Regions from separate parts of the Sus scrofa genome. Here region 2 is linked to region 1. The links are chromatin contacts, called in public HiChIP or PLAC-seq maps. All regions are on one chromosome and are shown on one strand. The core of a region is the stretch at or near the end of the contact, and the rest is flanking DNA. Distances in the headings are between cores, read along the strand shown. Region 1 overlaps DEF6 (differentially expressed in FDCP 6 homolog). Region 2 overlaps PPARD (peroxisome proliferator activated receptor delta).

The links. HiChIP or PLAC-seq counts read pairs in DNA pulled down with a chosen protein or histone mark.
Region 2: an H3K27ac HiChIP or PLAC-seq map of alveolar macrophages shows a contact between it and region 1. The contact joins two enhancer-like sites. A contact is called at or near these places in 4 of 47 Hi-C or Micro-C datasets (embryonic fibroblasts, heart right ventricle, skeletal muscle and 1 more) and 2 of 2 datasets of contacts at active chromatin or transcription factors (alveolar macrophages and skeletal muscle).

Annotation. Positions count from the first base shown.
Region 1 is chr7:31,202,879-31,208,534 of Sscrofa11.1, forward strand. It overlaps DEF6 (differentially expressed in FDCP 6 homolog), which reads left to right. Exons shown (of 11, transcript XM_001929239.6): 2 at 1,413-1,553; 3 at 2,154-2,339; 4 at 3,974-4,210; 5 at 4,297-4,443. Among named protein-coding and RNA genes, the nearest start is that of DEF6, 14 kb to the left of the region's middle. Within about 2 kb of position 3,308, at least 19 of the 83 cell types and tissues checked have an H3K27ac peak or open chromatin away from gene starts, as enhancers often do. A contact at or near this core is called in alveolar macrophages, where this site is marked.
Region 2 is chr7:31,272,471-31,277,920 of Sscrofa11.1, forward strand. All of the region lies in intron 2 of PPARD (peroxisome proliferator activated receptor delta), which reads left to right. Among named protein-coding and RNA genes, the nearest start is that of RPL10A, 53 kb to the right of the region's middle. Within about 2 kb of position 2,356, at least 33 of the 83 cell types and tissues checked have an H3K27ac peak or open chromatin away from gene starts, as enhancers often do. A contact at or near this core is called in alveolar macrophages, where this site is marked.

The DNA.
Region 1 (5,656 bases), core at 2,058-4,557:
CGTTTCTCCACAGCCTCCTCAGTCCTTGGTAGTGTCCGTCTTTTGCATCTTGTTAATTGGGTAAACATTGCACTTTGTACACAAGAAGAGAATTTACATTTGCTCTGTGCAGACCTAACTCTGGCACACTCATCTCACCCTTCTCTCGCAGCCCCTCTGCAGGGCAGGTATTGTCCCGTTTCACTGGCCTTCACCTTGTCCCTGCAAAGATTGGAAGCAATGTCCATGAGGGCGCATGTGGATGCCCGGGGTCCCCACACTGCGGGAGCGAATGGGAGGCTGCGCTGGAACAAATGTGCCTTTGGGCTCCTGGTTGCCCGTGGGAATTGTGGGCAGAGCAGACGGAACCATAATTCCTTTTTTTAATTTTTATTCTTCTTTTTTTTTGGTGTGTGGGGGGGCTCACCCACAACATGCAACAGTTTGCAGGCCAGGGATTGAACCCGAGCCACAGCAGTGACCTGAGCTGCTCCAGTGAAAATGCTGGATCCTTAACCCACTGCACCACACAAGAACTCCCCCATGACTTATTTATTTCAGGTTCTCTCTTGTTTTTTGGGGTTTTTTTTGGTTTTTGGGTTTTTTTTTTCTTTTTTAGCCACACAGGCACTATATGGGAATTCCGGGGCCAGGGATTGAACCTACGCCGCATAGCAGCAACCAGAGCCACAGCGGTGAGAACGCAGGAGCCTCAACCCACTAGGCCATCAGAGAACTCCCAGAGTTTGTACTTTTTGACCACCTTCACCCATTCACTCCCCACCCCATACCCCTCAAACCACTCATCTGTTCTCTGTATCTGTGAACTCCTCTTTTCCCCCTATTTTAAAAAATCCACGTAGGAGTTCCAGTTGTGGCTCAGCTGGTTAAGAATCTAATTAGTATCTGTGAGAATGCGGGTTCAATCCCTGGCCTTGGTCAGTGGTTAAGGATCTGGCGTTGCCATGAGCTGTGGTATAGGCCACAGACGCAGCTCAGATCCCACATTGCTGTGGCTGTGGCTTAGGCCGGTGGCTACAGCTCCAATTCAACCCCTAGTCTGGGAACCTCTATATGCCTCAGGTGCAGCCCTAAAAAAGCAGGAAAAAAAAAATCCACATATAAGCAAGATTGTACAGTATTTCTTTCTCTGTTGGACTTACTTCACTTAGCGTAACGCCCTCAAGGTATGCCCATGTTGTTGCAAATGACAAGATTTCATTCAATTTTTTTTTTATGACTGAATAACATTCTCCTGGGTGTATATAAACACACACATATAATTTTTACAGATGAATTTTAGTTATGATTGAACTGAATACCATGTGCAGAAGCCTTAGCCAGGATGGAAGGGGACAAGCGGGAAGGTGGGAACAGCCCTTGGGCCCAGTTTTGGTTGGGGTCCAGGAAGACAAACTGCCACTCTGTCTCAGGTGCTGTCCCACAACCTGTACACAGTCCTGCACATCCCTCACGACCCCGTGGCCCTGGAGGAGCACTTCCGAGATGATGACGATGGCCCTGTGTCCAGCCAAGGATACATGCCCTACCTCAACAAGTACATCCTGGACAAGGTGGGGCCCTCAAAGCTCTCTGCTCTCCCTGCTTCCCAACCTGGCCAGCACACCAATACACCGCCACCCCAACTCCTCCCCCTGCAAACCCCCATTTTTGTCCCCTCTGCCCATCCCTGCGGTCCCACCCCCTTCCTTCACGTGCCAGCCACTTGCCCCTCCTAACTGGCTCTCAGTCTCATCTCTGTCTTAGCCACCACCTTTCCCATGACCTTCACCCCCTCCCTGCTGGGCTTCTGCCTGTACCTGACACAGTCCTCCCAGCTGTCCATCCCCCAACTCCTCTCAGCTGTCACTGTCATCTCAGGCTCTTCTTGACTATCCACTCCCCTCTGGGCTTCCTCTTCTCTCTCCCCTGGGCTGAGGGGCCAGTTTCTCTGTTGGCCGGGGACTTGGATGGATGTGGATGGGGGGAGGCAGTAGCGTGATTGGAACCAGCTAGTTACCTGATAATCAGCTCAGGGATTCCTCAATTTCGAGCCCCGACTCGTCAGGGTTGGGAGCAGGGATTAGACGACCCTAAGAAGCCAGCTGGAGCCAGGTTAGTGGCAGAGCAGGGACCGGGCAGCCTTCTCAGCTGACATGTGGGTCTGGTGGCAGGTGGAGGAGGGGGCTTTCGTTAAGGAGCACTTTGATGAGCTGTGCTGGACCCTGACGGCCAAGAAGAACTACCAGGTAGACAGCAACGGGAACAGCATGCTCTCCAACCAGGATGCCTTCCGCCTCTGGTGTCTCTTCAACTTCCTGTCTGAGGACAAGTACCCTCTGATCATGGTTCCTGATGAGGTGAGGGCGATGGCAACCTCAGGCACTTTATCACTGGGGGCCAGGCCTCAGCAAAACCATGAAGGAGGCCAAATTGCCTCGGCACTTTCCCACATCCCCTTTCTTTGTTATCTCCCCGCGCTCGCACCTGTCCACACCCAGCTGTCCCCAGACGCTTAGCACTGCCCCACAGCCGAGCAATTCCACCTTCTCCCAGGAGGTCCAAAACCAGTTTCCCTCACAGTAGGAAAGCGGGCTGCAAATTCTGTCTACACCGAGGTGTCAGTGCCTGATGCATTACTGGCCGTTTCAAAACGAAAACACTTAGGACCTCAGGCACTGTGGCAGCCTGAGAGGGTGCTCTGTTAGGGGAATGGAGACCTTCCGGGGACATCGCTCCAGTTTTTCCAAGGGAGCAACCAGGTCTGGCCCTGGTTCAGCTCGTCTCTTCCTATCTTCCCCAATCTGGGGGGGGAGTGCGCCCCAACAGACTCACCGCAGGGCCCCAGAGAGGGCACCCTGGGAGTAGAGGCCTCAAATCCAGCTTCTACCTCCTCACCTCATGGGTGAAGCCAGGGCAGGTGCTGCTTTTCCAGTAGACCTGCATCCTCCCTCTGTTCACCCCCCGCCCCCCTGCCCCCATCCTGAAAAGCCTTTTCCTGACCCTTAAGCCCTCTTGGGAGCTGTGAAGATACCAGGGCAAATTTAGGTCTTTAGAGCAGGGTACACTGGCCAGGGGGCTGCTGTGTTCACACAAAGTCCTGGCCTAACTGCACTCAGATTCATGTCCTCGCTTCTGTCTGTGGAAAGAACAAAGGGTGCCCCCCCCCCCTCCCCGCAACTCCCAGCCAAGACGTGGCAGCCCCCAGAGTGAAAATCCTGGAGAGAGTTTCCTTGAAGCTGCTGGGGCAGTAGAGGGACGTGTATCTATCTGTTGAGACACCTGGTGGACACCTTTGTCAGACCCACGGCAGGCAGGGCGAGGTGGCCTCTCGGAGGCCGGAGAGCTGCTTGCTGCTGTGATCAACATGCAGTGTGAACATACTGCAGCAGGATGTACCCCAACCACCACTTCCTGTTCCTCTGTAACAGGTTTCCTGTCCCTGCCCTGCTTACTCCCAGCCCCAATCCCCTTGCCCTCCTGGAGGGGAAGGATCCCCAGGGTTGGGGCTTGGGGCTTGGAATCAGGACTCAAATGGGATGTGGATTTGAATTGAGTTCTGGCTGCTACCAACTTGCTGTGTGATTCAGAACGAGTCACTTCCTCCTTTGAGCCTCAGTTTTGCCATCTACAAAGTGAGGGTGTTGGATGAGGGGGCCCTTGTAACCCCTCTGACATTTTCTATGCTTTGCTGCCTCTGCCTGGCCCCCCAGCCCTCAGCTCCCACCTCACCCTGCCCTTCATTCAAGGCAGGAAGGAGTGGGGCTGAGGGAGGAGAGGGGATGCCTGAATTGAATGTGGGGTTCCAGGACCCCCTCCCAAATCTCTACCCAGGTGTCCACCAGTGTTTTGTCCTCTGACCCCCTCCCTCAACCTGGTCCCTGGTCACCTCTGCCCAGGCCCTGGGAGCCTGATGTTGGTGTTGGAGCGCCCCCTGGTGTTGGCACCGGCAACACTGCCTGCGGCAGCCACCAGGCCTTCCCTCACCCTCCAGGTGGAATACCTGCTGAAGAAGGTGCTCAGCAGCATGAGCTTGGAGGTGGGCTTGGGGGAGCTGGAGGAGCTGCTGGCCCAGGAGGCCCAGGCAGCCCAGAGCTCCGGCGGGCTCAGCGTCTGGCAGTTCCTGGAGCTTTTCAACTCGGGCCGCTGTCTGCGAGGCGTGGGGCGGGACACCCTCAGCATGGCCATCCACGAGGTCTACCAGGAGCTCATCCAAGACGTCCTGAAGCAGGTCAGGCCAAGCTGGGAACAAGGGGAGGACCCCAGGGAGGGGCGAAGGGGGGCCAGGCATGCCTCTGACTTTGCTCTGGCTGGCAGGGCTACCTGTGGAAGCGAGGACACCTGCGGAGGAACTGGGCAGAACGCTGGTTCCAGCTGCAGCCCAGCTGCCTCTGCTATTTTGGGAGTGAAGATTGCAAGGAGAAAAGGGGTACCATCCCACTGGATGCGCAATGCTGCGTGGAGGTGAGGGGGACAGGTGAACTGGCGGAGCACATCTCAAGGCCCAGAGGGTTTCCTGTGTAGTGTGAAGGCACGGGGGTGAGGGGGAGGGCAGGTGGGAAGAGCCACAGTGACAAATTTCTTTTCTTTTCTTTTCTTTCTTTTTTTTTTTTTTTTTGGTCTTTTAGGGCAGCGCCTGTGGCATATGGAGTTTCCCGGGATAGGAGTTGAATTGGAGCTACAGCTGCTGGCTACAGCCACAGCCACAGCAACGCCAGATCCTTAACCCATTGAGTGAGGCCAGGGATCAAACCTGCGTCCTCATGGATACTAGTCAGATTTGTTTCCACTGAGCTACGACGGAAATTCCCACAGTGACAAATTTCTGCTTAGATGAGTATAACCTCAATCCAGTTGACCCTTAAACAACAGGGGCTGGAACTTCATGAGTCCACTTACACATGGATTTTTTGCAATAAACACATACAAGAGCACTGCACCGTGTGCAGTTGGTTGAATCTGCATCTAGAACTGGGGTATTGAGGGCTAACTAAAGTGATACATGGGCGTTCCCGTTGTGGCGCAGTGGAAACGAATTCAGCTAGCATCCATGAGGGCGTGGGTTGGATCCCTGGCCTCTCTCAGTGGGTCAGGGATCCAGCATTTTCATGAGCTGTGGTGTAAGTCACAGATGAGGCTCGGATCCCGAGTTGCTGTGGCTTTGATTAGACCCCTAGCCTGGGAACTTTCATATGCCCCGGCTGCTGCCCTAAAAAGCAGAAAAAACAAAAGTGATATGTGGATTTTTGCCTGGCCAGAGGCACCCCTAGCCCCTGCATTGTTCAAAGGTCAATTGCCTATCTGAGTCCTCAGAGCCATTCTTAGCCATGTCAGCACTCTTTTTTTTTTTTTTCTTTTGGAAAAGTAACACACTTTATTTTTTTTCCTCCAGCGTTATTGAGATATAGTTGATATAGAGCCCTTATAAGCTGAAGGTGTACAGCACAGTGATTTGACTTACATCATAAAGTGATTAGTACAAGTTTAGTGAACATCCATTTTCTCATATAGGTACAAAATTAAATAGAACATTTTTTTCCCTGTGATGAGTAATCTTAAGATTTACTCTCTCAGGAACTTTCACATATAACATAGAGCAGTGCTATGTTTATCATGTACATCGCACCCTAGTACCTGCTTAGCTTATGTCTGGAAGCCTGTGCCTTTTGACTGCCTT
Region 2 (5,450 bases), core at 1,106-3,605, 69 kb after region 1:
GCCTCACTCAGTGGGTTAAGGATCCAACGTTGCTGTGAGCTGTGGTGTAGGTCGCAGACACGGCTCGGATCCCATGTTGCTGTGGCTGTGGCCAGCAGCTGCAGCTCCCTGCTCTCAGTCCTGGCCCCTAGTTCCTGAGCTGGTTTCACTCAAGTGAGACCCAGGGCTTGTGTTGGGCAGACAAGATGTTTTTGAAGGGGTCTCCTGGCTCTTCTCAGCTTCGTCACCAGAGACATTCATGCTTATTTTCAAAACAATTACAACTACGACCTAGTAAAAGCTTTTCCTCTCCCCATCATCCCCCTCCTCCTCCTTCCTCCCCCTCCTTTCACCCTTCCCCTTCCCTCTTGCCCCCTCCCCTCCTCCCCTCCTCCCCCCCTCCTCCCCTCCTTCCCATCCCTGACTGGTTTCCCCTCACAGTTATCTGGGCTGTTGGGCAGGTGTGTGTCAGCTCTGGGCTGCAATCAGATAAAACGGATGTGAGGCAGAAGTGCAGTTGGACCACTCGCTGTTTCCTCCCAGCCATGTGTCCCTCCCGTGCTGCCGCGGCACCACATGTGCCGCCTGCAGGATTGGCAGGGAATTCCATGATAGGCACTGGCCGGAATGCTGCACCATGAGATGGGCTTCTTCAGCGTTTCCTGCTTTACCTTGCTACTCTCTGAAATAGTGTCTCATGTTTGTGTCATACTTTTTAAACCTGTTTTGTTTTATTTTGGGTATTAAAAACAACACATATTCATTATAGAAAACTTAGAAAAATTATATGAGCACTAAGAGAAGAAATAAAAATTACCCCTAAGGGATAGTCATCATTAACATTTTAGCATGTAAGTTTTATAATACAAATGTTTTTCATACATCATGTCTCATCTGGAGAACTCAGCAGGTTAAGGCACAGCAGGTTAAGGATCCTGCAGTGGATTGGGGGCACTGCTGTGGTGTGGGTTTGATCCCTGCCCCAGGAGCTTTCACACGCCACAGGCACAGCCAAAAAAAAAGTCTCATCTGAGCCTGGCTGCTTCTGTTAGGGCAAGCATGCAGATATTAGTTCCATCTTACAGATGGGGACACTGAGCCACACAGAGGTGAGCAGGTTGCCCAGAGGAACATACACAATAAAGACAGAGCCCTAGCGCTCTCTCTCCTGTATCCCACTTCGGGCCAGGCTCTGGATTTCCGAAGGGCCTGGACAGCTGCTCTGGTTTGTTGAATTGCCTCACGCAGAGGTTACTAGAGGCCGTGACCCTTTGACCCTCATTGACTTAGGAGAATAGTGAAAAGGCAGATGTGCTCCTGAGATCAAAAGTGTCAAGTGTCACCCTTCCAGCACTTAGCCCTTCCTAGGGGTTTCTGGACCTACACAGAGGGGGAGGGCGTGATAAACGGAGGAGGAGGGCCGGGAAAGCCGTCCAGTGACAGAGCTGTGATAAGAGTACCTGGAGGAGATGGCTTTGGGGAGGAGGAAGGTGCCGGCTGACACTTGGAGACCGGAGGTCAGACAGGACCAGGAGTTGCAGTTAGTCGGGCGGGCAGAGGGTCCGCTCCCCAGCAAAGGGAGACTATTTCGCATTGCAGGGCTTCAGGAAGGGAAGCGAGAAGCAGGACTGTCGGGTGAGTGAAGGCTCCCAGCCTTTTCTGGTCCCTACCACCCTGCTCCACTCTCCCGGGCCTGGGGTCCTGCTTTTCCCCTCCCTAGAACACCTACCCCTCAGTCTGGGTAAACAAAACTCATCTGCCAACGCCTGGATTTTATTTTCTTCTCTGGACCCTTAAGTGTTTTCTCTGATGAGCATAGTTTACTTTTAAGATCATTTCTGGATGACCCAGCTCTCCTCGGCCTGGACCCTTCCCTGAGGCCTCCAGCAAGAGGCCACTTCCTCCTCTTGAGGACTCAGCCCGCTCCTCCCTTCCTCTCTTTGTGTGGTGGTCGCAGGTACAAGTCTCACCTTCCTCCGGACTGGAATGTGAACGCCCTAAAGATCCCCAGCTCCGTGCTGACAGGAGCGTGCTGACAGGAGTGCATGTATATGAAGGCACTTTGGGAACTTTAAAGGGCTGGCCGATGTCCGCGTCTTGGTTGTTTAAAAAGGAAAGTGTGTGGGCGGTGGGGTCCAGTCCACAGCCTGTGACCACAGACACCGAAGCAGCGCCACTGACGCGCAGGCTGGTGTGCTGGTGGGGAGAGCCGGGGGTCAGAAGTTCGGGGGCCTGGATGCAATTGTCAGGCCCAGGAACGTGATGGCTGTTACGTGAGTTGGCCTCCCGCCAAGCAGTGCCAAGTGCCGCATCTGCTCCCCAGACATGTATGTGTGTCACAGCCGGGGATCACCAGACCAGAACAGCTCTGGGAGGTGGAGCCAAGGCAGGTCAGAGCAGAAAGGGGCCTTGGAGAGGCCTGATCCCAGCCTGACGTCTCGCTCAATGAGGGCACGGGGGCGGCGGGAGAGCCCTCGCCTCTGTGGAAGGGCCTCATCCCTCAGCCCAGCCTGGATCTTCCTGTCCCAAGTGACCTGGGCTCAGCTGATGTCACTTCCAGTTCGTCCTCCACAGTGGTCATAGGGGCTCTAAATGCTGCTCTGACCCTGCCCGTGCTCTTGTTGACCCCACTCAGCTCTGCTGCCCTCAGATACCCACCCCCATCCGCAACCTGCCCTTCAGGGCCCCAGGAGCTCTCCAGCCACTCGGCCTTCCTGCCACTCCTCAGAGGGTCTGTGCGTCTTGCCGCCTCCCTGGGGCCTTTTCACATCTCTGTTCCCCAATCACACTGTCACCTCCCCAGTCTGCCTCTCCGTCAAAGGCCAGCCTCCGGAACCCCTCCTGACCACCCACATGGGGCCACCGTGCGCGGTGTTTGTCCCTCAGGGCCTGGGCATCACTCATGGCAGGGTTGTGTTGGGCACATACATGTGGGTACTCAGCAAGTGGTGGTTAACCAAGCGGGTAAAGGCAGCCAGCAGCATCAGCAGGCAGGCACCTGAGGTCCTGGGGTGAGAAGGTTCTGGAAAGGTCCCCCACTGGGGCCCTCTGCCCCCGGCACAGCCGTCCTTAGCTCAGAAGCCTCTCCCGGCGCCCAGTGGGCAGGGTCTGGGTTTCTTCTGGGTGGGCCCGTCTTACCGCAGTGTATCTTTCAGCATATCATTCAGGTTTTTTTGTTCAAGACTTTTTCTAACAGGAGTTGCTGTTGTGTCGCAGCGGAAACAAATCTGACTAGGAACCAAGAGGTTGCCAGTTCAGTCCCTGGCCTCGCTCAGTGGGTTAAGGATCCAGCGTTGCCATGAGCTGTGGTGTAGGTCACAGACTCGGCTTGGATCCCGCGTTGCTGTAGCTCTGGCATAGGCAGTGGCTACAGCTTGATTTGACCCCTAGCCTGGGAACCTCCATATGTCGAGGGTGTGGCCCAAACAACAAAAACAAAAAACACATACACAAAAACCACTTTCTAACATATCTCCCTCTCTTACCCCATCATGAAAGTGTCCCATACTCATCGTAGAGTTTTGTTTTGTTTTTTGTTTTTGTCTTTTGTCCTTTTAGGGCTGAACCCTCGGCATATGGAGGTTCCCAGGCTAGGGGTCTAATCAGAGCTGTTGCTGCCGGCCCACACCACAGCCACAGCAATGCCAGATCCAAGCCACGCCTGCGACCTACACCACAGCTCACGCCAATGCTGGATCCTTAACCCACTGAGCGAGGCCAGGGATTGAACCCGCATCCTCATGGATACAGGTTTGATCTCTGGCCTCGCTCAGTGAGTTAAGGATCCGGCATTGCTGTGGCTGTGGTGTAGGCCCACAGCTGTAGCTCCAATTTGACCCCTAGCCTGGGAACTTGCATATGCTCAGGTGCGGTCCTAAAAAGAAAAAAAAAAGGAAGTAAGAATCAGCTCCAACTCCGCCCCTCAGAAGAGCGCACCACCGATGATTTGGGCCCTGTCTCTCGGGCTGGTGTCTGTGTGCCGTGCACCGTTTTGACGTCCTGCTGTCTGCGAAGGCTTCAGATGTGGGCATCGCCTCTATCAGAGACAGCGCTGTAACCCAGCCTCCCCATCAGTCATTAACCCGGCTCTGACCAGTGCCCTGGCCTTCCAGACCAGCAGCTCCACGGTGCTCTGCTCCTCATTCGCCAGTCCCAGTCACTCCACTCACTCCCCTCAGGGTACATGAGAGGCCTGTGCAGCCTTGGAATGGGTTTCGCCTCAGCAGGTCACCTGAGGCCAAGCCTGAGGAGTGGCCTGGGAGCTGGTTCTGTTCAGAGAGTGCAGGCACCAGAGAAAGTGAGCCCCCCCGCCAGTTCTGGAGTTCTTCCAATTCCACCCAGAGTCAGCCCCTCAGCCTGGTGGAGTGGAGCGAAGCAAAAATACAAGAAGAAGCCACCCTTAGGGCTGCCGAGGACGCCCAGGGGTCAGAGTGAGGAGGAGGGAGCGGTCTCTGCTGGGATCAGGGCTGAGGGGCAGAGCGCGGGACAGCCTGACGCATGGGGGAGGGGGGAGATGCAGCAGCTGGGTCGCCAAAGGGTGGGGGTGGGAGGGCCGGAGTGGAGAAGGGTTCGGGCCCCTCTCTCCCAAAGGAGCATGTGCCCAGGGTGGGGCGCCGTCGGATCTCCTCTCACAGTTGATTGTGAGGCAGGGAATTGGGAAATTCTGGGTTTATTGGGTACCTGGAATTCCAGTAGGCCAGCACACATTCAGACCTGGCCTGTCACTTGCCGTGTCATCCCCGGAGACAAGCCAGCGCTATTGAGTATTCTCCGCGTGGTGGATTCATCCTCATGCCAGCCGCTCAGGTTGGGTGGTAGCATCCCGGCTTTAGAGCTTACGTCTCCCTTGGGTCACAGAGAGGGGGTTGCAAAGCCAGGGTTTGAACCCAGGCCTGACACAGAAGCCTGTGGCATAAACTTCGGTGGGGCACTTGTTTCAAGGGCAGCAATAACCGACACAGTGGCAAATGTTACAACTGGATACTGTGACTGAGGTGAATGCTTTTAGTTCATTTATTCAGTCTGCAAGCATATATTGAGCACCCATTAAATGCCAGGCACTGTGCCAGATGCCAGGGACCTGCCTCAGCAAGATGGATAGAGGACATTGCTGGGAAACTGGTAACGTGGTGAGAACAGAGCAGCTGACAGACGTTGCAGTTTTGCGCGGTAATCACAGCTCTGGAGGGCCTGGATCAGGGCTGTAGTAGGAAGGAGCAGACGGGGGCTCGCCAAGGAGAGCTTCCTGAGGGAGGAGGTATAGGCAGGTCTCCAAGGACAGTAGGCCTTAGCTAGTGGCAGGCATTCCAGGCTGAGGCCAGCTCAAGGCATTGATGCTGTATAATGGAGCAAGTAGGATGAGGCTGGTAGAGGGAGCCAGGGACCAGGGCCTGTGGCTGCCTTTGGCATTTGGCAGGTTGTATCCAGAAGGGCTTTAACCGGGGTGTTGCCGACAGAAGCAGTTCTTGGCA